4 separate regions of the Sus scrofa genome follow, and all the other regions are linked to region 4. The links are chromatin contacts, called in public HiChIP or PLAC-seq maps. All regions are on one chromosome and are shown on one strand. Each heading gives the region's core, a stretch centred on a gene start, on an enhancer-like site or on the middle of the called end of the contact. The rest is flanking DNA. Distances are from core to core; before and after follow the strand shown. Region 1 overlaps LOC106506500 (a long non-coding RNA gene). Region 2 has its middle 78 kb from the start of MAP3K1. Region 3 has its middle 24 kb from the start of ANKRD55. Region 4 overlaps ANKRD55 (ankyrin repeat domain-containing protein 55).

The links. HiChIP or PLAC-seq counts read pairs in DNA pulled down with a chosen protein or histone mark.
Region 1: an H3K27ac HiChIP or PLAC-seq map of alveolar macrophages shows a contact between it and region 4. The contact joins two enhancer-like sites. A contact is called at or near these places in 2 of 2 datasets of contacts at active chromatin or transcription factors (alveolar macrophages and skeletal muscle).
Region 2: a contact with region 4 is called in an H3K27ac HiChIP or PLAC-seq map of alveolar macrophages. The contact joins two enhancer-like sites. A contact is called at or near these places in 3 of 47 Hi-C or Micro-C datasets (alveolar macrophages, embryonic fibroblasts and liver) and 2 of 2 datasets of contacts at active chromatin or transcription factors (alveolar macrophages and skeletal muscle).
Region 3: a contact with region 4 is called in an H3K27ac HiChIP or PLAC-seq map of alveolar macrophages. The contact joins two enhancer-like sites. A contact is called at or near these places in 2 of 2 datasets of contacts at active chromatin or transcription factors (alveolar macrophages and skeletal muscle).

Annotation. Positions count from the first base shown.
Region 1 is chr16:35,706,298-35,712,738 of Sscrofa11.1, reverse strand. It overlaps LOC106506500 (a long non-coding RNA gene), which reads left to right. Exons shown (of 6, transcript XR_002339583.1): 1 at 1-777. Among named protein-coding and RNA genes, the nearest start is that of ANKRD55, 50 kb to the right of the region's middle. Within about 2 kb of position 4,473, at least 19 of the 83 cell types and tissues checked have an H3K27ac peak or open chromatin away from gene starts, as enhancers often do. A contact at or near this core is called in alveolar macrophages, where this site is marked.
Region 2 is chr16:35,791,087-35,797,309 of Sscrofa11.1, reverse strand. No RefSeq gene overlaps it. Among named protein-coding and RNA genes, the nearest start is that of MAP3K1, 78 kb to the left of the region's middle. Within about 2 kb of position 1,514, at least 34 of the 83 cell types and tissues checked have an H3K27ac peak or open chromatin away from gene starts, as enhancers often do. A contact at or near this core is called in alveolar macrophages, liver and skeletal muscle, where this site is marked.
Region 3 is chr16:35,680,690-35,686,483 of Sscrofa11.1, reverse strand. No RefSeq gene overlaps it. Among named protein-coding and RNA genes, the nearest start is that of ANKRD55, 24 kb to the right of the region's middle. Within about 2 kb of position 3,008, at least 25 of the 83 cell types and tissues checked have an H3K27ac peak or open chromatin away from gene starts, as enhancers often do. A contact at or near this core is called in alveolar macrophages, where this site is marked.
Region 4 is chr16:35,536,899-35,543,432 of Sscrofa11.1, reverse strand. The region is part of intron 2 of ANKRD55 (ankyrin repeat domain-containing protein 55); the gene reads left to right. Among named protein-coding and RNA genes, the nearest start is that of ANKRD55, 120 kb to the left of the region's middle. Within about 2 kb of position 1,497, at least 41 of the 83 cell types and tissues checked have an H3K27ac peak or open chromatin away from gene starts, as enhancers often do. A contact at or near this core is called in alveolar macrophages, liver and skeletal muscle, where this site is marked.

The DNA of each region.
Region 1 (6,441 bases), core at 3,224-5,723, 170 kb before region 4:
CCATTCCCCAATGTGAGGTCTGGAAGGGCCAAGACCTGCTTTTCTCATTCTCCACTGCATCCCTAGTACTGAGCACAAGGTGTGGCAGTAGTGGGTTCTCAGTAAAGAGTTTTTGAGCATGTGTTTTAAAAGTTGCAATATGGGTGTGGAGGCACGTATGTATATATGAATAGTTAAGCAATTCAGAAGATGCCATAAGGCTGTACACCATTGAGAGCCACCTTTTTAGCAATGAGTATTATGTTGTCATAGGCCAGTAGTTACCCTGGTCTCCAGTGTCCATGGAAGATTTGATGGAGATGTATTGATGGGAGGGGACTGGATTCAGAAGAATGAGTATACACTGGATAAGAAAAAAAAAGAGTGCAGTACTTTAGAACCAGTGCTTAGTGTTAATATCACTGCACACTGACGACTTACGTGCACACGCTCCTGAAATGAAGACTAAGTTCCCTTTGAAATACATGTGGACTTAAAAGTGAAGGGAAAAGGTCTTGGCATTATGTTCTTGGGTTTTGCCAAACCCTAATGTTGTGTTTGGAGCCCTTTTCTGCCCTGTAGGCCACAAGAATTCCCCTGTTCCCATCCCATACCCACATCAAGCGTGTTTCTGAATCTTCTGGGAAGCCACACACTGAGCAGTCAGATATCTGATCCTACTTCAGAACAAGCAAGGCAAGATCTAAGTTCAACCAGCAGAAATTTCCATTGGGAGCCTTTGCCCAGGATGTTGGCTGATAGCCTCTGGTCCTCCTGAGTTCCAGAATTGGGTGAAAGGTATGGTGGACTAATCTTGCTTCATTATACAGTGATTACAGGGGAAGTGATATGATTGAGGGCTGGTCTACTTGCCAGTCAAGCTGGGCAGTGTCACCAGAAGGTCACAAGGCTTGTGAGCTCTTCTTTACATGGGAACCAACACAACCAAGACAAGTTTCCCATTTTGTGGATTCACTCTAACTTTTATATGTCATTATTGCCTTTTAAAAATTGAATCTAAGGAAATTTTGGAGTTGTGTTAATTAAACCAACAAGAGTTTACGATAACTCGCAGCTCTGACATCAGATAGGCTGGAGATAATCAAATTAATCAGAGAAGCAGCCTTATTATATAAATGTAAGAAAGACAGAAAATGTCCATAGAAGCTTTGCTGGTCTGCAAAATTTGTTCTTCTACCACATTCAGGTTAATAAAAGGGATGAATGAGTGAGGCAAAACACATCTTGTAAGAAGGTACCTACATTCCTACACATCTTGTAAGAAGGTACCTGTACACTTGAGAAGATGAATAGCTGAGAGCTGGCCTGTTCGTTTGGACCCTCAAGCATCATCTAATTGACATGAGTCCATAGCCTCCTGTGTTTAAATGAAGTCAAGTTTGGGTCCTAAGGGTTTAAAATTAGGAAACTCGGAGTTCCCATCATGGCGCAGTGGTTAACAAATCCGACTAGGAACCATGAGATTGCAGGTTCAATCCCTGCCCTTGCTCAGTGGGTTAAAGATCCGGCGTTGCCGTGACCTGTGGTGTAGGTCGCAGACGCGGCTCGAATCCTGCATTGCTGTGGCTCTGGAGTAGGCCGGTGGCTATAGCTCCGATTAGACCCCTAGCCTGGGAGCCTCCATATGCCGAGGGAGCGGCCCAAGAAATGGCAAAAAAAAAAAAAAGACAAAAAGATAAAATTAGGAAACTCCTAGTAATAGGGGAGAAATATAGGAATCTGTGGCTGCCATATTTGATAGACTATATTGCTTTGTTGTTTAACCTAAACCTTCATTCTATTGAGCTATTATTTGCATTTCTAAATCTCTCTGAACTTCAGCTTCCTCAACTGTAAAGTCCTTGCTGTGAGGGTTAAATGAGAAAATGCATGTATATGTCTTATGCCAGAGCCTGTCATGGAGCAGATCCTTAGTAAGCTGCAACCACACTTATTGTTATCAACACATAGAAGGCCACCAGTTCAAAGAATTGGGGACAGATGAATTGCTGACCCTCATTAATCTTTTTTTTTTTTTTTTTTTTTTTTTTGCTTTTTAGGGTTGCACCTGTGGCATATGGAGGTTCCCAGACTAGGGTTGAATCTGAGCTACAACTGCTGGCCTTCACCACAGCCACAGCAATGCAGGATCCAAGCTGCATCTGCTACCTACACCACAGCTCAAGGCAATACCAGATCCTCAACCCACTGAGCGAGACCCAGGATCAAACCCAAAACCTCATGGTTCCTAGTCAGATTCATTTCCGCTGAGCCACAATGGGAATTCCTAGAGATCATAAATCTTGAGGTATCTCATGGTCTCTGCCCTTGGCTTGTTGTGTAACTCCTGTTACTTGCCTGTATCTGGGAGTGGGGGTAGATGAGACTTGGCATGACGGCAGGTCATATGATAAGGACTTGGAAGGGGTGTGGTTGACTGGAAGCTCTACAGGATATAGGTTGTTTACTCACCTGAGTGACTCAGTTTGAGGCTGCTTACGTTTATAGGATCCATTACAGAGAGGTGGTGGCTAGACTCACACTTGAGCCCCAGGCTTTGAGAAGAACAGGGACAAACTAGAGGATGTTATGGTGTGATGAATGTTCTCTGAACCCCTGTCCTGAGGTCCAGTGAAGGGGATAGAGAGATAGATTTGGGGAAGTTGGGGAGAGGGTAATTGACTCAAGCTTCCAGGAATATGAGGGTTGTTCCAGGGTAAAAGCCAAGACTACTGGGTGGAAGTTCTGGGGAGGCATTTTCAGCTCTATTGCCAGTTTGGATGAAAGTGGTAGAACTGTCTAGAAATTCGAAATAGAACAGTGCAAAAGTCCTAGAAATGTTCAAGCTGGGCAGGCTGATTCCCAGGGAAGCTAAGGAAAGCTTCCGCTCAGGAGCACATGGAAGGACTCTTAGTACAGTGTTGTGGGTGGAAGTGACAGCCCAGGAAGATTTTCCCGAGGCAGAAGTCCCCAAGAAGGAGTAGACATTAGGCAGACAAGGTTTGGAGTGTGGGTGGGAAGAGGAACAGGGAAGGAGAGGGTATGGTGGGTGCTGGGAACTGCAAGTATGACTGGGCGTGGTTGTGATGGGGAGAGAATAGTGTGGAGAACAGATCTTCCACGGGTTTTTTATATTATCTTAAGGAGACAGGACTTTATTCTGAGAAAGACTTTAAGTAAGGCAGTGACATGGCCAGATGATGTTGTAAGAAGGATTACACTCACACCATCCAAAGCCTAAAAGGAAGAAGAGAATCAACATTTACTGAGAACCCACTGTGAAGTGGATGCTTCAGATAAAAGACATTATCTCCCACTCACAACCCCCCTCTGAATGAGTCACCATCTTCATTTTACAGTCAAGGACATTAAGGACCAGAGAGGTTTAGTGACTTTCTCAACATTGCTCAGATATTAAGTGACTAAGCAAATACTTAAAAGCAAATAGGTCTGGTCTCAAAGTCTGTGCTTTGTTTCATTTAAGTAAAAATGAAACAAATCAGAACAAATCCCTTTTTGAAAATCTAACCAAATCTCAAATGCTAGGAGGAATATTACTTGTGTATTTTCTAAGATGGCAGTACACCCAAAGGTGCCTAGCCATGAACCACGCACGCCCTTTTCCTGTGACCTACTGCTGTCAGACCGTCTCCCTTCTGTCTGGAGATAATTAGACAAGAGCCAAACTGACACTCTTTCCCAGGAATTTGGGATTGGGATTCTGAGGGAGCCAGTTTGTTTAGCGGCTGGTCTCTTGGTTACTAAGGCGCAGCCACGTCTTCCCATGTGGACGGAGAAGCAGAGAAGACAGATTGCAAAGAGAGAAGAATTCAGATGAATAAGCAGAGAGGAGACACAGAGATGATCCTGCTAAGACTTTCAGTTCTTTTTTTTTTAATAAATATTTTTATCTTATTTTATTTTTTTGTCTTTTATGTCATTTCTTGGGCCGCTCCCGTGGCATATGGAGGTTCCCAGGCTAGGGGTCTAATCGGAACTATAGCCGCCGGCCTGCACCAGAGCCACAGCAACGCGGGATCCGAGCCACGTCTGCAACCTACACCACAGGTCACGGCAACGCCAGATCCTTAACCCACTAAGCAAGGGCAGGGATCGAACCCGCAACCTCATGGTTCCTAGATGGATTCGTTAACCACTGCGCCACGATGGGAACTCCAGACTTTCAGTTCTTACAGTCCATCTGAATTCCCTGAGCCCCCCTATACCTGCATAACATATTTCTCCTTAGGTTTAAGCCAGCTAGAATTACTTTGTGTTTAGAGGGAAGGAGATAGATTCATCAGAGTTCCTAAGGGGGACTGAGGAAGGCTTGCAGTGAGAGAATGTAGACTCCATTCCCCCACTGAAAACGGGGCTGAAGACTGTGGAGAGCCTGCTGTGACCTGACCTAAGTAAGGCCCCAGAGAGCTACTAACCTTGCGAAATGAAATGCCTGGGGTTTCCTGTGAGGACAGAAAAGGGGGTGGAGTCTGAGAACATCCTGCTGCAGAGCTCCACCCAGACACTGCTCAGGAAGCAGCCGGGCACAGGCAAAGAGGAGACTGTGGGATGGAGGCAGGACAGTCGTGGGGAGAGGATGGACCTATCTCAGGCCTCCGGAAGGGGGTTTAGGTCAAGGTTAACAAATCCAAGAGAGTAAAAAGGCTTGAGCAGGCATCTGGTTTATAACTGAAGTCAGAGGATTAACGAATATAATATTGCAAGGTTATTTCTTTATAGGCTGTACCCACAGCATGTGGAAGTTCCCAGGCTAGGGATTGAACCCGAGCCACAGCTGTAACCAGAGTCACAGCAGCGACAACACTGGATCCTTAACCCACTGGGCCATGAGGTAGCTGCAGTTTTATTTTAAAGAAGCAATCCATGAAGGTATTCTTGTAAAATTCCAAGTGAAAAATGAAAGCCCCCCCATTCATCCCCCAAATATAAAAGTGCAGGTGAGAGAGGAGCACACTGCACTGTCCTTCCTCCCAGTGGATGCAATAACAAACCTGGGGCAGGATTTGCTTTCACTTAGCATCTAATAAACATATATTAAGCATTATCTCTTATCTCATAAAACATTTTTGTTTGTTTTTTGAGAGGAAGGTACAGAGATTTCTTATATATCCCCTGGCTACCACCCCCATCTACATAGCCTCCCCCATTATCAACATCCTCCACCAGAGCGGTACATTTGTTAGAATTGATGAGCCTCTATCGACACATCATAATTACCCACAGTCCACAGTTTACATTAAGTTCACTTCTGCTGTTGTAGATTCTGTACAAATGTATAATGACATGAATCCAGCATTACAGTATCACACAGAGTAGTTTCACTGCCCTAAAAATCCTCCGTGTTCCCCCTATTCATCCCTACCTATACTGATCTTTTTACTGTCTCTATAGTTTTGCCTTTTCCAGAGCATTATATGGTTGGAATCATATCACAGGAAGGATTCTAATCCTCCTCGTCTCTTCCCCACACTGGGTACAGCCAAGAGAGAGGGGCCTGTTGGTGCCAGATCAGCTGGTGCCCCGCGCCCACCCACCTCCCTGCTGATCTGCTCCCAGCTGCACCCAAACTAGTCCACATCTCAAGGAAGCAGGGTGGAGCCTAGTGGCTGCTTATTCCAAAATTCCACGTTATTGCCCTGCAATCAGGCTTTTTCAACTCTTTTTTAGTGAGTCACTGGGACCTTCAAAAGATTAAATTTTTGTCTTCTCAACTATTCTGATATGGAGATTTCCTCTGAATTGGTATGTTTATATATATCAATATAACAGCTCTATATCAAAGGTTTTGTCTGTTTGAAGGATTGTCAGTTGCGACTGGTTAGGTGAATCTTGTGTTTATCTTGGGGAGTTCTTGGGCACCAGAGAAATGTTAGCAAGCAGCACAGCAGGTATAGCCAGAGTTTAGTTTGTTTATTTATTGATTTAAAAATCTATGTTTAAAAAACATACTTGGTAAAAAATCAAGACAAACAGAATATTTTTAGATAAAAAATAAAATCCTCTCTTTCTTTGTCTCCAATCCCACTGAATATTTGTTCCACCCCCCCACCCCCAATTCACTTACTGAAATCCTAACCCTCAAAGGTGATGGTATTAGAAGGTAAGCCTTTGAAAGGTGTTTAGGTCATGAGGGCAGTGCCCTTGTAAACAAGAGACCTCTAACCCCTTCACCATGTGAAGACATTGCAAGCAGGTGCCAGCTATGAAGCAGGATGGTGACCCTCACCATGCAGAAGGTAACCATGCTGGTGCCTTGATCTTAGACCTCTGGCCTCCAGAACTGTGAGCAATAACTTTTTGTTGCTATAAGCCACCTGAGTATTTTGTTATAGAAGCCCAAGCAAACTAGGACATCTACCTTTACCAATGTCTTTAATGTCCTCTCCGAATTTTTAAAATCAATGTAATAGCATATACATGCACATTCTTTTTGGGTTTTGA
Region 2 (6,223 bases), core at 265-2,764, 250 kb before region 4:
TTATTACATATTGATTATGTTTTAGGTAAGAAATATCATGTTCTGTTTCATCTTTTGCTTCTCTATTTTCTGTGAGATTTTGTTTTTTGCCCTCTTCAATTTTGCTAACTATGAGGCAATTCATGGATTTAACTGGACAGATTGATAAGGGATTATATTACAAATTGGGACCATGACCTTGGAAAAATAATCTGTTTGAGGATTGGAGGTTATTATATTTTTTCGTTTAACTGAATTTTAATGAGTTATTTCAATAAAATATTCAAGAGTTAGAAAGGCAGTTAAGAATCCCCAACTGTGCATCCTCTGAAGTTCAAATGTTTTCAGATTCGGGCTCAGATTATAACTAGTCACAGCCATTTGTGCCTAGTCAGGGATTGTCATTCCTGACAGACATAAATTATATAAAGCCTACAAGTTATCCACTCAATGTGCTGAACACAAAGCTCCCATAAAAATGAACAATACATGTATCATATGAAACACGATAAAGGATGATACACTCCACTGGGATGTTTTGATAAAGCTAGTTTGGAGAAATCAGTTTTGCCAACCCTCAGTTAGCAAAGATCTATGATTCAAAACAGGATTTCCTGTATGCTACCAGAAACATCCGTGACTCTTGTTTTTTTTTTTTTTTTTTTTTTTTTTCTTGGCCGGTTCTGCTAAATTTCCCCATTTGGAACTTTCAGTCTCTTGCACACATTTTTCCCAAGCCCCGCATATAGTATGTGGGGCTCTGCCTTGCAGAATGGCACCTCGCCAAAAGGAAGAGTGAAGGCCTGATATCTAACCATGTGCCCTCTCAAGTTTGTGTGTATTCAGAAAAAGGGGTACTTCTTCCTAATTTGTATAAAGTTGCATGGCTAACAGAGGCTCTACTGGCCTCTCAATGTCTTTTCTTATCTGTGTTCTCCCCCATACCCTATTTTTCTCTGTCTGGTCACCCTCTTAACATCTATGCCTCTCCAGCTGTCCACAGGCCATTCCGAAGCTCCCTCACCTTCTTGTTTCCAAGGAACCACTTCTAACTCCAATATCTTTTATAAGATCTATTCACATGTATTCTTAATAGCATCATTCAAAATGCATGAGGGAAAACAAACTTCACTGGCTCAATGTGTTGATTTTCATAACTATAAAAGGGGAAAGCTAGGTTGAGCTGAAATGTAAAATTATCAAGAGCAAAACAGGAAACAAATGTTTGCTCAGCCAACCATTTCCTACTGAGGGCTCTCGGTGGAACGTGGTCTATGAAGAGTTGGCTGTTCAGCCTTAAACAGATTGAAGTGATCCGTGGCAGGGGGAAGAACACCAAAGCCAAGGGCTGCCTGGAAGCGCGGGGGAGCGCCAGACCCCTGAGCTGCTGCAGAAAGGCTGACTGTGAGGGCCCGCATCTGTGTTGAAGGGAAGTCTTTGAAAGCTATCTTTTTAACAGGATGATTGTGAAAGCTACGAAGAGGAAAAAAAAAAAAAAAAAAAAAAAAAGGCAGCACAAAACTGCCACTTGAGCATTGCTTCCTGTCCATGTCGCTCTAGCTCTTTGCTGACGGATATTCTTAGGCCTTCTTTGGCTTCAAAGGTTTCCTCTTTTCTATTTTTGGTAGCAGAACGTGGATTTAGATCTGCCTTACCCCTCTCGACTACTAGTCTGTGCCCCCAAAGAGAGTAGGGCTGCTGTTTTCTGTTAGAGATCAGTTCTCTTTCTTTTCAGCACCTCCAAATGATTTTTAATATTAAGGACATAGATTTATGGGAAGGAGTCATTGAGTTTTCAAACTGATTTGTAGTCTCCTAATTTGCACATTCCTTTCTCTAACAGGGGCATCTCAGAGATCATCTCCAGTAACAGGGGCTTGACTTCTGTGATGAGTGAGAGAATCCAGGTTGGGGAAACAGCCCCAGAACGACCAAAAAGTAAGCAAGGATGATTTGCATTGGAGTAACATGGAATTGATTAAGCACAATCCCATTTGGGAAAGAAAGAACTGATGCCTCTGTAATCTAAGATTAGCTTAATTTACACGGACTACAACAAAAACTGCAAGTTTTTGGAGTGCTCTGTAATGCTGAGGACCCTGACCTGTGGAAAGGAAAACACATTATGTCAAAGCAGCATTTCTAATTTCATGGGTGTTTAGTTTCATGCCCTCTATTTCTCAAGTCACTTCTGTTTTTCCTGATTTCATGACCACCCACCCAACTCTGCTGGCCCACGAATAATAACAACCTTGCACGAGTTGTCTTTTATGTCCATAAAACCCAACTTTCTTTTTTTTTTTTTTAATTTTTAAAGAAGTATTTAGTCCTCCCATAAAAATATGGGGCCGCCCACTTGGCTGAAGGCAGAGCTGGGGCCCAAGAATGCTGCCCTGCAGCCCAGCTGCCTCTGCCCACGTGGTCTTCAGCAGGGTCCCTCTCAGGGCTTTAAAAGGGTGACAATCTTATGCTTGAAGAGGATTATCCTGGCAAGTTGTAAACTGAAGAATCAGGCGGGTCTCCCCACCACCCCCAAGGTTATCCACATGCATCTGCATCTGGTTTGACCTTCACAACCCTCTAGAAACCATGAACCCACACCCCATGAATATTCTCCTTGTGCCATTGGTTTTATTTTGTTTTGCAAAGAGCAAAACGAACAGAACATTTTGGGATTGAGGGGGAGGGGTGGCATTTGGAGAATTAATTCTAGGCACTTTGCAAATGGATAACTGACAAGGAAAAAGCCCCTAGTCTAGGTCACAGTAGTGGGTTTCCAGTACTGGAGAAGGTGTCTTTAAATATATTTTACATAATGGGTTTGAGCAGCAGGCAGCATTATCTGCTAAGTGGCTGTAGTGACAGTGAGCTAAAAAGCTACATAATGGAGTTAAAAAGAAAGCCTCCCTTAACTTTTTTTTCCAGAGCATTTTTACCCTGCGGAATTTTTTAGGGGTTATTTTAAATGTGTCCCAATGTCAGACTTGTTCAGAAAGAGCGTTTGTGTCTCCCAAGAGAATGATGATTTGCGCTCCCTCCCTCTCTCAGCAAAATGTTAACTTTTAATAGACTATCTAGCCTTTTCTGTATAGAGTGTGTCCTCCCTCAGAATTCCTATGCAAATATTCAAACTCTGGGACTGGGAGAAGGTTAAAAGGAATTGAAGAAGTCTATAGTGGCTCTTTCTGAGATGCACTCCAACACTTGGCAGGATGAGGTGTTCATAGCAGGTGCTGGATTTGCTATAAATGGACAATTTATAAACAGAGCTGACAACTGGGAAAACAGAGCGGTGGGGAATGCTGGCATTCCAGGGGCCAGCGGTTGATTTCCTATCAGATGGTCCTCAGCATGGAATTATTGATAGCCACTGCTCTGAAAGCAAGCCAGTTGGCTGACGCATAAAAGGGCCGTACCTCAATTCATGCCTGATCTGCTGCTAGATATTTTAAATAGGTCAGTGCAAATTAGCTTCTTCAGGTTGGTATTTCCTTAATTAGCAGTTTAATTGCAAAGCCCCCACCACTACCACCACCTCGACTGAATCTAAAGCTCTTCCTTCTCTGTAATGCCGGATGGGTCTGAAGGAAACAAAAGAGGAGCTGAGGGCAGAGGGCCGAGGGGAAGGATTCAGAGCACTTTGTTTAGTGCCCAGGGTCAGCACAGAACCTGGCAAAGGCAAGTCTTGCGTGCATCCGAGGGCAGTATTTTTGGCCCTGTCTCCTGGGGGAGAAAGGAGCTGAGCCTTTGAGCACTGAGCCCTCTTATTTCTCTTTTGCTGTTTGTCACAGGCTACCAGTCCACTAGGACATTCCTGAGCCCCCTCAGCAAGGTTCTGCTTTCCAAATACTCATGGTGCTTTCCAGGGATCACATCTGTAATTTCTGTTGTCTCTGTTTTTTTGACCCCCCCTACCACTACCGGCCATGAAATGTTTGGTGGTGGTTCCTGGATAGACAGCACTGGATGATGTTCCTGTGTGTATCTCCACAGCCTTACATTGGTGCAGAGTTCTCCTGAGGGCTAGTGGAGTGGCCCTATCTGTTTGTTCTAGCTGTATGAGTGGCTTTTCCAGGGGACATTTGTTTGGCTGGGTCTCTACTTTTCTCCCAACCACACCCTATTGTTGCTCTCTACAGAGGAACAGACGGAGGGCCTGATTGTGCAAAGACCTTTGACTGCCTTACAAGGAGTGAAAATGGCACAGGCCCGAGATTCAGTTATTGAACTGGTTGCCCATCCCAACACGAGGCTTGGCTGAACAGGAGGCCTGTGGGATATAAAGCACAGGACTTTGAGGGAATCCAGAAGAGGGACTGTTTGGTGCGACATAATGACAAACACACATGAATTAGAGAGGAAGTGGAGGCATTGAGGCAATTGATACTTTTGTTAGTGGCGGGAGGTCTTTGTGAGTGGACAGGCCTGACAGGTTGTAATGAACATATTTTTACAAAGAACTGTACCAGGGTCAGGAGATACAAGGAAGCACAGGCAGGACTTTATGATGCTCTTAAGGAGATACGCCATGTTTTTGTGAAAGGACTGTAAAATGGGAGCAGCAGGACATGTCAAAGCCATGCATGACAAGGGAAGGTTCTAGAAGTGTCCAGGAAATGCTGGTGGGTGAGGGAAGGATTGACAACAAAGACAGGACTGAAGTGGGGTTTGGGGAGTAGGAGTACATCAGTAATTGGAAATGTGAAAAGGAGACTTTCCAGGTGGCTGGATTCCATGCTGAGAGCCTGGTGTAGGAGCTGGCCCCAGCTCGGGAGGAGAAAAGAGACTTTCTGGGTGGTAAGGCAGAAGGGTCCCACAGTTCCGGAGGTCACACAGAGTGGGCAGTGCATCTTGTTGGGCTGTCTCCCCAGGGAGGGCGGGGAGGAAAGCATTATGTCAGGAAGGTGAAGGCAGAGGAGAGAGTGGCAGTCACTGCAGGAGGACCTCGCCACGTCCAATCTCACAGTGACCGAGGCTGAGTCTGCAGAGATTCGGGGACTGCATGGTGAGCCCCACCAAGCTGCCCTGCGCAGACAGAGCACACTTCCTCCCTCCCAGCCCCTGCTCACCCTTCTACTTGGCCAGGGCCACACAAGCTTCTGCTTACGGAGTTTCCCCACAAGCTCAGAGCCAAAGCGAAACAAAGACAGATTCATTTTTTCAAAGTTCACTGTCTGACTCTTGGATTCGCATTAGTGTCGCCTTGATTGATCTGAGGCCTTCCTGGACATTTGGATAATTGCCTAATTTCATAGCTAACTCAGAAGGGCATCTTTGAGATCTGGGAGCATCTGCTCGCTTCAAAGACAGTTGAAGAAAGCGCTACGGATCTGATCTGGGATGGGAGTGGAGTCTGCCTGGTCAGGGAGGGCTCACCTACTAACCTCCCCACCCCCGCCTCCCAGGGAGGAAATGAATGTGGAACACTTTTTCCTGACACTCCCCCCACCCCACCCCCGCCATGTTATGACACACTCCAGTGTGTGGCCTGGAGACAAACAGCTTGGGCATCGCCTGGGAGTTTGTGAAAAATACAGAACCTGAAGCTCCACCCTAGGCCTCCTGGTTTGGGATCTGAGAGTTTTGCAAGATCCTGAGGGATTTAGATGTGTATCAGAATTTAGAAGTGCTAAGGATCACCTGTGGAGTTTTAAGACATTCCCTGGCATAGTGCCTACCCTAGGCAGATTAAGTCAGATGCTGTAGGGGTGGAGCCCTGGCACTGGGTAATTTTTTTTGTGTGTTTCCAGATGATTCCATGAGCAGCTTGAAAACCACTGGCCAGGGTGAGCCACTCTGTTTCCAAGGCACCAAATTCCCCTCATGTTGTAAAACAAAACACCAGTAACCTTTTAGCCACAGACCCAGACGGAGTGAAAATAATGCTGACTAAGCATTTATCCAGAAGCTGGTTAGGAAACTCCTGGCCAAGAGCAGACAGAACCACTGAATTCATTTGAAAGTGTCAAGACAGTGGTTTGTTAACATCCCCAGTCTTGAGTATTCTCTTCTAGCTTTGGAATGTGGCTCCAGGGAGAACCTGAAGGATGGTTCCCTTGGTCCCTAATCTTGATATCTTAGCAGATGGTTCACAGGCCTGTGCCCTGAGGATCCCTGGTCCCTGTACACTGACAGCAGAAACACACAGAGGAATTCAGAGTATTGGTTTTTCACACACATGCATACTCTCAGTAAACACAAAAATTTAAAAGCCGTTTTCCATCAATCCTCAGGCAAGAGTAGA
Region 3 (5,794 bases), core at 1,759-4,258, 140 kb before region 4:
GAAATAAACATCTGTAAAATGTGAGTAAGCCGGTGGTAAAGAGGAACTATTAGAGGCCAGAACAGAAGAGTGATTCCACAGGAGGATGTGACCTTGGAGTGGTGTCTGCCTTGTGCACCATCTCCTTATGCTGATCTCTGGTGGATTTTGCCTAGATTTTAATGGGCCAGATGGATTCAAGGGATAGGAGCAAAAACTGGTGCTTAATCATTGTGAGGGTAAATTAAAGGGTTTTGAATAAATTTGGGACTTCTAAAAGATATCACCTTCATTAGGTACAAGATGAAGGAAGCAAGGAAAGACTATTCAGTTGCAAGTGGGGGGACAATTGGTTGTCCTTATAAAGGATAAAAAATGGAAAATGCTTTCCTCTGCATATCTTAGATGAAATCAGTTCAAAGATGGATTTGATAGAGTCACAGTTTCCTCTGTCCCTGTCTCACCACAGCAAAGCATTGGAATGGTGGACTTTTTATAGATGTGAAGCCGAAGTTCATTTTCAGAGAGGGAGAGAAGACTCACGTGCATGCAGATTAAAAAGAGGGCCTGCAATAGTCTTTATACCCCAGAATGCTGACTGAGTGAAGACCCAGTTTGATCTAATTGGTTTGAGGCAGGATATCTTATGGGGGAACAGGTTATATAGAGAGGAGGGGTGAGGAATGAGCGACATTCCTTCTCTAGCAGGGAATGAGCAGCCCAGGCTGGTCAAGGTGGGGGAAGGGACATTACAGTGCGACACGGCCAGAGGCTTTTGGGTTTAATCTCTTTCAAGTGAACTTCAAGCCTGTAACAGATTCATAACTCAAAAATTGAAAGTCAGAATTTAAAAGCTTTCAGTAAAAATAGAGACTATCTCTATGGTTTCAGAATAGGGGAAGATTTCATATACAAAAAAGATACTAATGATAAAGGAAAATTTTATTATATAGTACATAATTATGTACATATAATTTAACATTACATTATATATTGTTTAGGAAAATGCACATGTGATAACTATAAACTATAAAGAAAACCAAAGGAATGGTTTAATGCTTATTCAGTATAAGATTATCTTGAGGGCAGTGAGAGGATAGGCCAGAAAGAGAAACACCACAGGGGCATCAAAGGTCAGAGCATAGTGGAGGGGGCATGGGAAGGGTATCATTTTGTTTTACTGCATATATATATAGTATATATCTAGTATATAGTACATATATAGTATATATTTTAAATACATATGTGTGGGTTAACTGGGCTCAGCCGGGCAATTCTGGCTTGGGGGGTCTTTCAGGTAGATATTGGCTGGCGCTACCCATTCATCGTTGCTCTCCGCTGTGGTCAGTAGCTGCTACTGGCTATTTGTTGGAAGTCCAGCTGGGGTTGTCTGCCAGAATGCTCACATGTGACTTCCTGTGAGGTTTGGGCTTCTCTTAGTGTGGAGGCTGGTTTCAGGAGGAAGCATTCCACCAATGAGTGTTCCCTAAGACCCAGGGGATACTGCTAGGCTCTAATGAACTAGCCTCAAAAGTCATACAGCTTTGTTTCTGCCATATTTATTGTCCATCTCGTTACTAAAGCCAGCTGAGATTCAAATAGAGAAGTGGAATGCACCAATTGATGGGAGAAGCAGCATGTGTGTGTAGGAAGGGGAGCCATTTTTGGAGAGTATTTGCTACCTCCACCTAGCTGTTGCCTGCTTATCGAGTTAGGGGACACTGTCAGGGGACGTGGGGCTCAGGGTTCCGGGAAGGACGCACATCTATGCTATTGGTTCTTGGTTTTAAACCACTTGGTGTTCAGTGGCCGTGTAATTTGTGTTTTTGACCATGTTTGTTTGTTTGCTTGTTTGTTTAAATTATAATTTCTTTTCCCTAACCAGCTTACTTTGGGCGGTCTAAAGTGATTTACCTTTTGCAAATGACTGGCTTTGGTATTCCTCCTTAAATTCATTTGGACAGTGGAGGTGGCATATGAAAAATGATAGCCAGCACCTGTCTCCCCTCCCCCGCAACTTAACCTCCTTGCTGCTCTTCAGTTATAGACAATTTCGCCATGTTCCATGCAGGGTGTGTGTAGGTGGTTGAAGGGGCTGTCACTACACTGGGAAAATGCTTTGAATTTGAAAGACAGTTTTGTACTTACTTGAAGGCTTTTATTTGTGAGCTTGAGCAGTCCCAAGTGTCCTTGTATACAAGCCCTGCCTTTGCTTAACTCCTATTATTATCTTGCCTTGGAAGGTCATGCCAACTGCTTAATTACACAGAGAGTTATGAAACAGCTAGGGCACCAGAACATTATTCAACTGTGGGTTCCTAAAGGAAAATAAACTCTCCTTACACTGAGGTCAGCTGCCAATAAACTAGGCATGTTTGGCTGTTCGTGGCCACATGCATAGCTCCCTTGAATAAAGGGATTCCATGGCTGGGCAAAAATCCTGGATTCACCTTTCCTAGCAGCACCAGCGGTTACAGCATAATAGAACCATTTTAATTCGGAGAGAGATTAAATCTGAGTACTTCGAGTCAGACTTTTCCTTTCATTGAATATAAACAATAAAAATTCTCCATGAAGGCTTTCCTGCTTCACTAAGAAATAGGCTAATACATTTCATGGTATACCCTTAATCAAACATCAGGCTCAACAAAAATGTGCATTCATTAAAGACATGATTGTTTAGTTAAAGGTTCCCATAGTCCATCTGCCCCTCAGCCATCCACCTACAGGAAGAAAAACTGTGAACTAAGCAAACTCATGTTCAGAGAGGTGAGGGTTTTTGTTTGATTCAACCTGTCAGATTCCTGTTGCGGCCCAACTCTCACCTTGAGAACACACAGACTGGCCTTTCATGCATTGCCTTTGCTTTATCTGTCTTCAGGCAGGAGAATGTGCTAATTCTAAAAAAAAATTTTTGCAAAATTAGATGCTCAAAGAGAAACAGAACAGAAACAGACCCTTTGAGAAAGAGCTCCTCTCCTGAAGAAGTGTTTTTCACAAACCACTGAGATAGCTACAAACTCTTGCTCTTACAGGAAATAGCTTGCCCTGTTGCATAGGGTGGGGCCCTCTCTTATTTCTCTAAACACTTTCGGAGAAAAAAAATAACCAAAACAGGCTCAAATGCCAAAGACTACTTTAACCCTCAAATCCCAGAACCCAAGGTCAACTGAAGGTCACAAGCCAGTGCTTAAGCCAGAAAGTTGGCAAGCTCTCCAGGCAGTGTCTGTTCCTTCTGAAATCTATAGCTAAAATTGAAACCGTGGAAACACTGCTCACTTGTTCTAAGTCAGAGGTACCTGTGATTTATTAAGTGGTTTGAGGTGCTAGTCAGGGCATTAAGTTAAATATTGAAAAAGGCTCCTGCTCCCACCCCTGCCCCTCCTTCTTGAAACAAATTTAGACCATATCAAAGTTTTTATAAAGACATTCCTAATAGCATTGTGCTGTAAATTCTGTCTGATCCAACCTTCAAATATTTATGTAAACTGAAATATGTCTGGAAAGAAATCAAAACAAAACAAATATGTTCCCCAACCCATTCCCCAGCTCCCTCCTCCCTCATTTACATTCAAGTGTAAATCTCTCCAACTGGCTCCCAACTGTTAGGGCTGGTTAATTAGTGATAATTGCAGAGACTATTTCTTTGAATGCATTGAAGGGCTTATGTCTTGCAAGCAATTTAGCCTGGAGTTTTCAGCACATGAGAAATGCATTGGTAGCAGTTTTTGATTTTTCTTTTTTAAAAAGATCATTACAGATAAGAGCAGTTGATTTAGTCTCCCTACAATCTGCTGTATTAATAATGAGTGCTTTTAAAACATTTACAGGTTTGTCACCCTGTTTTGTTCCTTAAGCTGTGAACCTAGCCTTTACTGTCATTAGAGTGAGATGTTTCTCCTGGGATCATTTTGGGTGAAGTGCTTAAACTCAGTTTCAGATGCAGTTTGCTAATGATAATTTGCGTCACTTGCAAGTTGTAGCAACATCAGGATCTCATGGTCTATCTTTTGGCTCCTGATACCATGTAATTAGAGAGAGTGGAAAACAGGAAAGATTTTTAAAGTGACTGTACTCATATTACAGTTCTGAAACCCAGGGGAAGAAAAGAGGAACCATTATTTGTGTTAATGATGGAATATTCTAATACTCTCAAAGGTACTTGGTAACCTTTTGATATGGGAATAAAAAATGGAAGTTAATGGGTTTTAACCCTCACAAAATTGATTTGTTTATGTTACAGTTGTTTGGGGTTTTTATTTACTCATTCAACATTTACTTACACTGTGCTGTGTTTAGAGAGATGAGCGTAAGGAAGAGAGAATGAGGCACAGAGCCTGCTTCACTCACATAACATATCTTATTTGAGGATTGTTGTAATCCTGTGAGGTATACAGGGACATGTTCATTATCTCATTTTTGCAGGTGAGGAAATTGAAGCTTGGAGAGGTTAAGTGACTTTTCTGGGGACACACAGCTAGTGAGGGTCAAGATGAGGAATCAAGGCTCTGACTTCAAGCCTAGTCTTTCTTTGCACATTGAGGTCTCAATGGTAGGGAAATGGGGAAAATGCAGCTAGGCTTGTGAAAACAAAACAGCAGCCACGGCCACATGTTGCCAGCTTGTTAGGGACTGTACACACCAGAACTAAATCTTCTGGGCACTGAGAAGTGCAAATAAATAGGGAGAAAACTGGGATGATGGCAGCACCTGAAGCCTTCACCCAGAGCATCTTCCCTTCCTTTGCTACATCCTTATCTCACCTTACACCTCATACCCTGACATAAGCAGGGAAGGTAGCCCCCTCTGCCCTTGCCATGCTCCTTCTAAATTGCATTGTGCAGAGCTTTGAAGACACTGGAGTCTGCATGACAGGACACTGCAGATGAAGTGAATAGCGTGTGAGACTCTAGTGGAGGATGATGGCAATTGATTTTCTTGTCTTGAGCAGGAAGCTGGATTGAAGCAAGAGATGTGGGAAGTTTTAGGAGTATTGAGCCAGAGTGGTAGTGCTGATGGTGACCGCTCTGTGACCAGGATCGGGCTGGCTTCATGGACATAGGACCTGTGCAGACAGCACTTAGATTTTATTGATGCTCTGTCATCACCACCTTGTAATTCCTAATGCTTTCTTAATAAGGGGCCCAAAATTTTCATTTTGTACTGAGCCCTGCAGGTTATGTAGCCCATCATGACCAGTGTTTTACCTCATTGTTTATGCTGATTCAGTATTTGGGCATTAGACCAGTATTAGTATTATGGAGTATTAAACCAGTTTGAGTATTAAACTACTATTGAAAATTAATGAGAGTTAGACCACTGATACTGTTCAGACTGGATGTTGGATCAACTGGAGAAGGCAAGAATGAAAGAAGAGCGACCTGTTTTTCTTATACATCAGTTGACACAAAGTAACCTTAGCTTGGTGGAATAACAGGAGGGAAAGTATAGTAAAAGTGCTCAATTTCTGGATTTTTAAAACCTAACAAACTTTACCAGAGTCTCTGTAAATGGAGAAGAGAAAAGCACTGAATTGATTAATTCGGCTTATGCTTTTCTTATGGTGTGTTCAATATCTAATAAATAGAAACTTCTTATCCTGAATCCCTTGAATTTCTGAGGTATCAGAGGAGCTGCATAGACTAGAATTCAAGAAATATTTGGCTTAAGAGTTCTACAGAATAGACTTCTAAATCAAGATACATGTAGAGAAAATTTGAAAGATTTATTCAGACACTGGGGACACAAGTGGTAGGGTAGATATTTATCTTCAATTGATAGACAATAGACATTGCTTCAAGTTTGTAAATTAGGG
Region 4 (6,534 bases), core at 248-2,747:
TTTGTTTGTTTTTGTTTTCTTTTGGCCACCCCCACAGCATGCAGAAGTTCCTCGGCCAGGGCTTGAACTCACGTCACAGCAGTGACCAGAGCCACAGCAGCAGCAACACCAGATCCTTAACCTGCTAAGCCACCAGGAAACTACAGAATAGAGCAGTATTTATAGAAGCGTCAACTTAGGGGACTTTGTGCCCTTAGCCATGGAATACCTCATCCAGCTCTCCAAAGCTCTTCTCTGTAGGTGCTAAGCTGGAAGAAATTTCTTCTGGAGCTCAAGCCAGAGGCTCATAGCTCTGGCTGTGTTGTTAATGGCAGTATACTGAGTAAGAGATGTATGGGAGATGGGAACGTGGAGTCCAGGATTAAGAGACATGGGCTCCTTGGAGACCTCTGGAGAAGGGATCAGTGAACTGACCATGGACAGTGTCTCGTACCAGGATGTACAAACAGCAGATTTGACTCCCTCCACCCTTCTTTCCTTTGTGGGAGTCATGTACAACTTGGAAAGCAGATCAAGGACATCCTGGCTCCCAGCTGATGGCTCCACCTGCAGCCTAGTGGCCTGGAGGCCACCTGTTCCCCAGCCAGCAGGCAGAGGTCCCCAAGTTCACAGAGCTAACTCCCCTTCCCCTGGATTTCTGCTCTCTTGTGGAATCCCCTTTCCAGACCTCTTCCTTCATAGGCAGCTCTTTTCAGGCCTCCCTTAAGATTGAAATCCAAGTTTGGCGGGGAGCAAAAAAGTGAAAGCTCACATCTAACAGCAGCAGGGACCAGCTGCTGGGTCAACTTTCCTGAAAACATGGCTTCCTGGGGAGTGCCTGGAGCATCTCAGAATCCGCCACCTGACATCCTGCCAATTTTTCTAATTGTCTTTTTAAAAATGATAACATGAAAATAAGATGTTTTGATTTGAAAGAAAGAGAGAAGAAACTAACTATTAAGGTTCTCTGTGGCCAGAGAAGTTAGAGGGAAAATTTTAGGAACACCCTGAAAGCTTTTTAATTATATTTACTGGGCCACTCTGCCAGGGGAAAGATGATAAGTCTTTTGCGCCTAATGCACAATTCAGAGTCCTGTGTGCCTAATAGGGTGACACAAATGTCTGTGTTTCTTTTTGCTCTGACCAAAAGCCTTAGGGAGGGGCCACCCCAGGGGACGGTCTGGGAGGGGGATGGCCATGCCAGTTTGTTCAGTTCTCCCCCCACCAAACTCGTTCCCAGCCAGGGCCAAGCCAGTGGGGGCCTGAAAGGCTGTGGGCTACAGCCCAGCAGCCGAGGGGTCCTGGGGGGGGGGGGGAGGTGCGGGGCACTGAGACGGTTCAGTCCTCCCAACTTGGAGAGATACCGAGCCGAGCTTTCCTAGCGTGGGCTCAGCCTGAATCACTCCCTGTGATGCTTTTGCCAAATGAAACTGTAGGGGGAGGTGGAGGGGAGGTTGTCCAGCGACTCCCTCTCCTCCCCCCGCTGCTCTCTTGCCCTCCCTGGCTGGGGAAGCACTGGGCCGAGGTCAGCTGGCTGCCTTTGTGGCTGCTTCCCAGGAAGGAAGAAGCGTTGTCTGCAGATCAGTTTATCAGCTGGCTTTCCTGTGCCGGAGCGCCGCCGTTTTCCGGGGACGGCTGCCACCCCCGTGATTCCCAGCCAGGGCTGCTGGTGGTGCGTGAGAGCCGGATAAAAAGGCCATTGTGAGGCCGCTCAGAATCCAGGTTCCTTATCAAATTATCCACCAGCGAGAAAGACATTCTGCCCTTGCTGCCTATCATCTCAGCTTTTCTCTTCTCTCTCTGCAATTACAGCCATTTCGGTTTTTGCTGTTATTTTGGTTTGGGGCTCCCCACCCCCAGCCAGTTTTTAAGGGACTATCCGGAAATTAATTTACTTGTACATACTATGTGAAGCCAGGACTCCGGGCATGGCTTCTAACAGGGTTTTCACCGGAGTTTTGGTTTACAGCCTTGTATTTAGCGTCCATGGCTTTAGTATATGATGTTTCCACTTGCTCAAGCCGCACACAGGCACATCATTCAACAGCAGCTGCAAGTCCTAGGGAGGCAATTCTGTAGGGCTTTAGATCCTGTGGGGGTTTTCTTATTGTTGATTTGGGGTTTTGTGGATCCTGTGTGTGTGTGTGTGTGTGTTGGGGGTGGGTATTTTTAGGTGATTTTCAACTGCTTTATGGACTGAGGACTTGAAGGAGAAAAAAACATGAGTGGAAACTGATTACCTGTTGGAGGCTGTGAGGAAGTGGGGAAGTTCTAGGGAAGGCTAACGCTGAGATGTTGATAGCATCTGTTTTCTGTTTTAATCCGCAGCAGCCCACCTGACAACCGAAGGTTTGGTGATCCTTGGTACTAGACTTGATTTTAAGGGCCTATGACCTGTGTGGTTGCACTGGGTCCCTTGCTCAGAGGGCACCCATGCTTAGTTTAATATTCTGCCATCATAATCTTGAAAAACTTAATCATTTTTGAAAAGGACTGTGCATTTTCTTTTCGCACTGGGATTTGCAAATTATGTAGCGGGTCCTGTAAGTAGGAGCTCAAGTTCATTTGAATAAGTGTTTGAATATGTTCCCATTTGAGATAAAATGCTGAAGGTGATTCCCTTGGTTTTCAAAATATCTGCTACTGCCATTCTGACGGATTAGAGGATGTTCTACAAACTAACTGGGTCACCTGGCATAGTGGCAACTGCAGTGAGTGGAGCAAGAAAATGCATCCAGGCAAGACTTGCTTCATTTTCTGCCTGCTCACAGTTCTTATTTTAGGAAGCTTAGTATGTACACTCCTGAAAGACCTATCAATTCCATAATGAGATGCTCATTTGTACCGTTATCACCTCTCTTTCTTTTCATCCACTCTGAAATGACTGGCTTCCACATCTGCTGGTCAGATCAGCATTGGAAAATGGACTCATCCTATCAAAAATCTCCCCCCTTTTTGGAGACTGTGTTTAACACCTTTAGCACCTAAGCAACTCTTGGGAAAATACTCTGAATCTGCAACTTGGCCCTCCTGAGAGACAAGGAGGAAAAGTTGGAAAATTCATAATAAACAAGCAAAATGCTAGTTTTCTAGTAATATTTCTATAAGAAACAGTTGTCCTGGTTTAATAAGAGTAGATCCACTTATTTGTTTATTCCTTCTCATTAATTTATGACTTTACTTTTTATTCACTAAACAGATTCCGTAGGACTGGTCACTAGACAACAGCTCATGATACAATAAAAAAGAAAGAGATTCAGAATAGTGGGTCTGTAAACAAGTAAACACAGTACTGACATGTTACAGGTGCTGAAACAGAAGTATTTATCAAGATACTCATCATTCATGAGTTTGCTCATCATTCATGAGTATATTTTTCTTCATGAACCTTAATTTTATTACTATTGTTAATAGACCAACAGCATAAAGTAACTGACATGTGCTAAGCATTGTACAAGCAATTTCTCAGCTATCTCAAAATATAATGAGTTAGGTCCGTTTGTAAACCCCGTTGTGTAGAAAAAACTGAGGCTGGAACATGAAAAAATTGCTCAAGGCCACAGAGTTCGTAAGAGGTAGGGTCAGGATTTGCTACAGCTGTCCTCCTCCAAAGTGTGCCTTCTTGAGGGAGGCCACACTGCCTCCAGTGACACAGCTGCAGTGCCATGTATAATTATGTTTGTACAGAGTATCAGAAGAGTGCCATCTACTGTGGCACGTGATCACCTTCCTTTTCACTAAATACACTGGGACTAGCACTCCAGAAGAGAGTGCTGTGTTCTCCCCTTACCAGTAAGATCATACCTTTTGCTTCAACAATTTATGGATGCTAGTGATACAAAGGGCTCTTAGGAGATGAGACTAAATTCCTAAAATGTGGTCCGGATACAGAGTGGTTTGCCATCCCTTTAGAAGGAGAGTTTGTGAGCATTTGAACACTCCCAGGTAACTTAGCTGTTGAGTTCTTCCCCCATGGAATATTGTGTATCTCTGTGTTTATGCCTCAGTGGTCAGTTTTAGACTTTTCCTGTTAGAAGTGCAGGAAGCCAACCTTTTGAGGTTCATCCCCAGAAATCCCATTTGGCTCATTGGCACTAGCAGTTCCTAAAGACTGCTTAGCTTTGAGATGTTGGAGAATCTTCCTGAATCTTAAACACAGCTTTGCAGTAAGGAGAAGGTGGTGGAGGGTGGCAATTTATAGTCCCAATGGGGCTGAGGGTGGGTCAAAACTGAAGAAGTGGCCAGGATAAGGTCAGGAGGAGTGTCAGAGTGAATGCTAGAAATAGAATTCAGGTCTAGCACTTTCCCCTCTGCAGGAATCTGCCTCCTTGTAACCTGAAACAGGGTTAGCTTGGGGCAAAGCAAAGCAAAGCAAAATTGACATCTTAAGGGAGATTTTTTTTTTTTTTTTCCTCTTTTCTGCTGGGATCTAAAGACAAACCCCTTGGCTGGGTGATAAATGTTTTCACTGGGGAGAGGCTAAATTCAGTTCCTCCTACCCAGAGATAGTCCCTTGCTCTGACCTTGACCTGAATATTTAACAAAGCTGTGAAACAGAAGGCAAGACTAGAAAAGACCAGCAAACAGAGGAAGAAAAGAATCATTCATTGCAACATGGTGAAGAGCTCAGGTGTCTGATTACCAGGCTCTCCCTTGTTGATTGGGCCCCAGTTCATGGTTGGACTTTTTAAAAGAGGATTATTATTATATGAATAGAAAACATAAATGATCATTCCAGTGGAATCTGATAACATTTTTTTTTTTGTATCCTACATGGCTGGTGAATATTAACTTCTCGTTGTTAATTGGAAAGTATCAGATTTGGGTAGATCAGAAACAAGGTAAGTTGTGTAAATAAAACTCCTACATGTATAAAAACAATTGTTTTGGAAACAACATGACAACTTTCTACTACCTGTCTTGGATTGGCTGGGTCACCAGGGTAACTCTGTAGTGGGTATCTTTGTTCTTTTTTCCATTCTTTGTCAAGCAGTACATAGCTGTGGTTCTCCATGCTGTGGATGAATAAGACACAAGCTCATCTGTCCTCAGAGAGCTTACGATGCCTAAGGAAGATTGGAAAGGAAAAGCACATGAACTTAGACTCAGATGTATTGGAGGCTGCATGAAAGACTGATGGGGCTGGGAGCATAAGAAACTGTCCCTGAGCTTCTTTGCTTTGGGGTAAAGAGTCAGAAAGGGTGAGGTTTGTGCTCAGTACTTGGGGGTCCCTGGGGTTGAGGGAAGGATGAAGAGGTCAAGCCAGTGACTGCTCTCTAGGCTCGCTGCATGGGGGGAGGGAGTAAGGGGGGATTGCCTCCTATAGGGAGAGGGCTCTTTAGCTTCCAGGAAATATGGAAGGGAGCCTTGGTCTGCAGCTCTGCCTTGATCATGGTCAGGCTTTGACCCATGGGAGAGCAGCCCCCACATTAGGAGAGGCCACATCCTGGGATGCACTTCCTAGGTCATAGCCCCAGGCTGTGGATCTCAGCATTGTCTGTGGGACCAGGTAGCAGGATCAGAGGCAGTTGTGACAGACCTCTTTCCATGGAAATCTGGAGCAAGAGAATAGGGCCCATGTGGGATGCTGTTGACTTTCCACTGGGTGAGACTTAAAAGTGAGCTGAAAATTGTGATAAATTGTGATTATTGTAGTGATGGTGATCCCACTGTATCCATGGCTGATGAGACCCAGTAAAGAATAATTTACAGAAGACTCTAATTTAAGGCAGTGTGAGAGACACCAGGGTGGGCTTTGCAGGGACCAGATGATTTAAGGTCCCTTTGAATTCAAAGAATTTATGACTTTATGAATGAAGAACTATGGGAAATCAGAAGGAAAAATCAAGGATTTTATTCAGGGTGTCTAAAAGACATTGATTTGATTATCTACCTTGCCACACCTCTCTCATTTATGCAGACTCTTTGGGCTCACCGGATTCTGGTCCAGAGTTATATATTTTACTACAATTAAAACAGGCAGAAACATAAGTAATACCCCTCAATAATGGTCAGTTACTGAAAATTAATCTGAAACCAAAGTAACATTATGGTCACAGAACTCTTTAAAAAATGTACATAGTCTTTACATAGATTTTATTAACTTTTTTGAATGTTAACTTATTACTCTGGGGTTATAAAAAGAGTTCTTGATATTAGTAGCACAACAGTATGAATGTACTTAATACGTTAAACTATATACTTAAAAATGATTAAGATGATAAGTTTTAATATTATATATATTTTACTACAATTAAAAAGAAATGGGGGAGTTCCCGTCGTGGCGCAGTGGTTAACGAATCCGACTAGGAACCATGAGGTTGCGGGTTCGGTCCCTGCCCTTGCTCAGTGGGTTAAGGATCCGGCGTTGCCGTGAGCTGTGGTGTAGGTTGCAGACGCGGCTTGGATCTCGCGTTGCTGTGGCTCTGGCGTAGGCCGGTGGCTACAGCTCCGATTTGACCCCTAGCCTGGGAACCTCCATATGCCGCAGGAGCGGCCCAAGAAATGGCAAAAAAAAAAAAAAAAAAAAAAAAGAAATGGGGAAAAAAGAGCCTT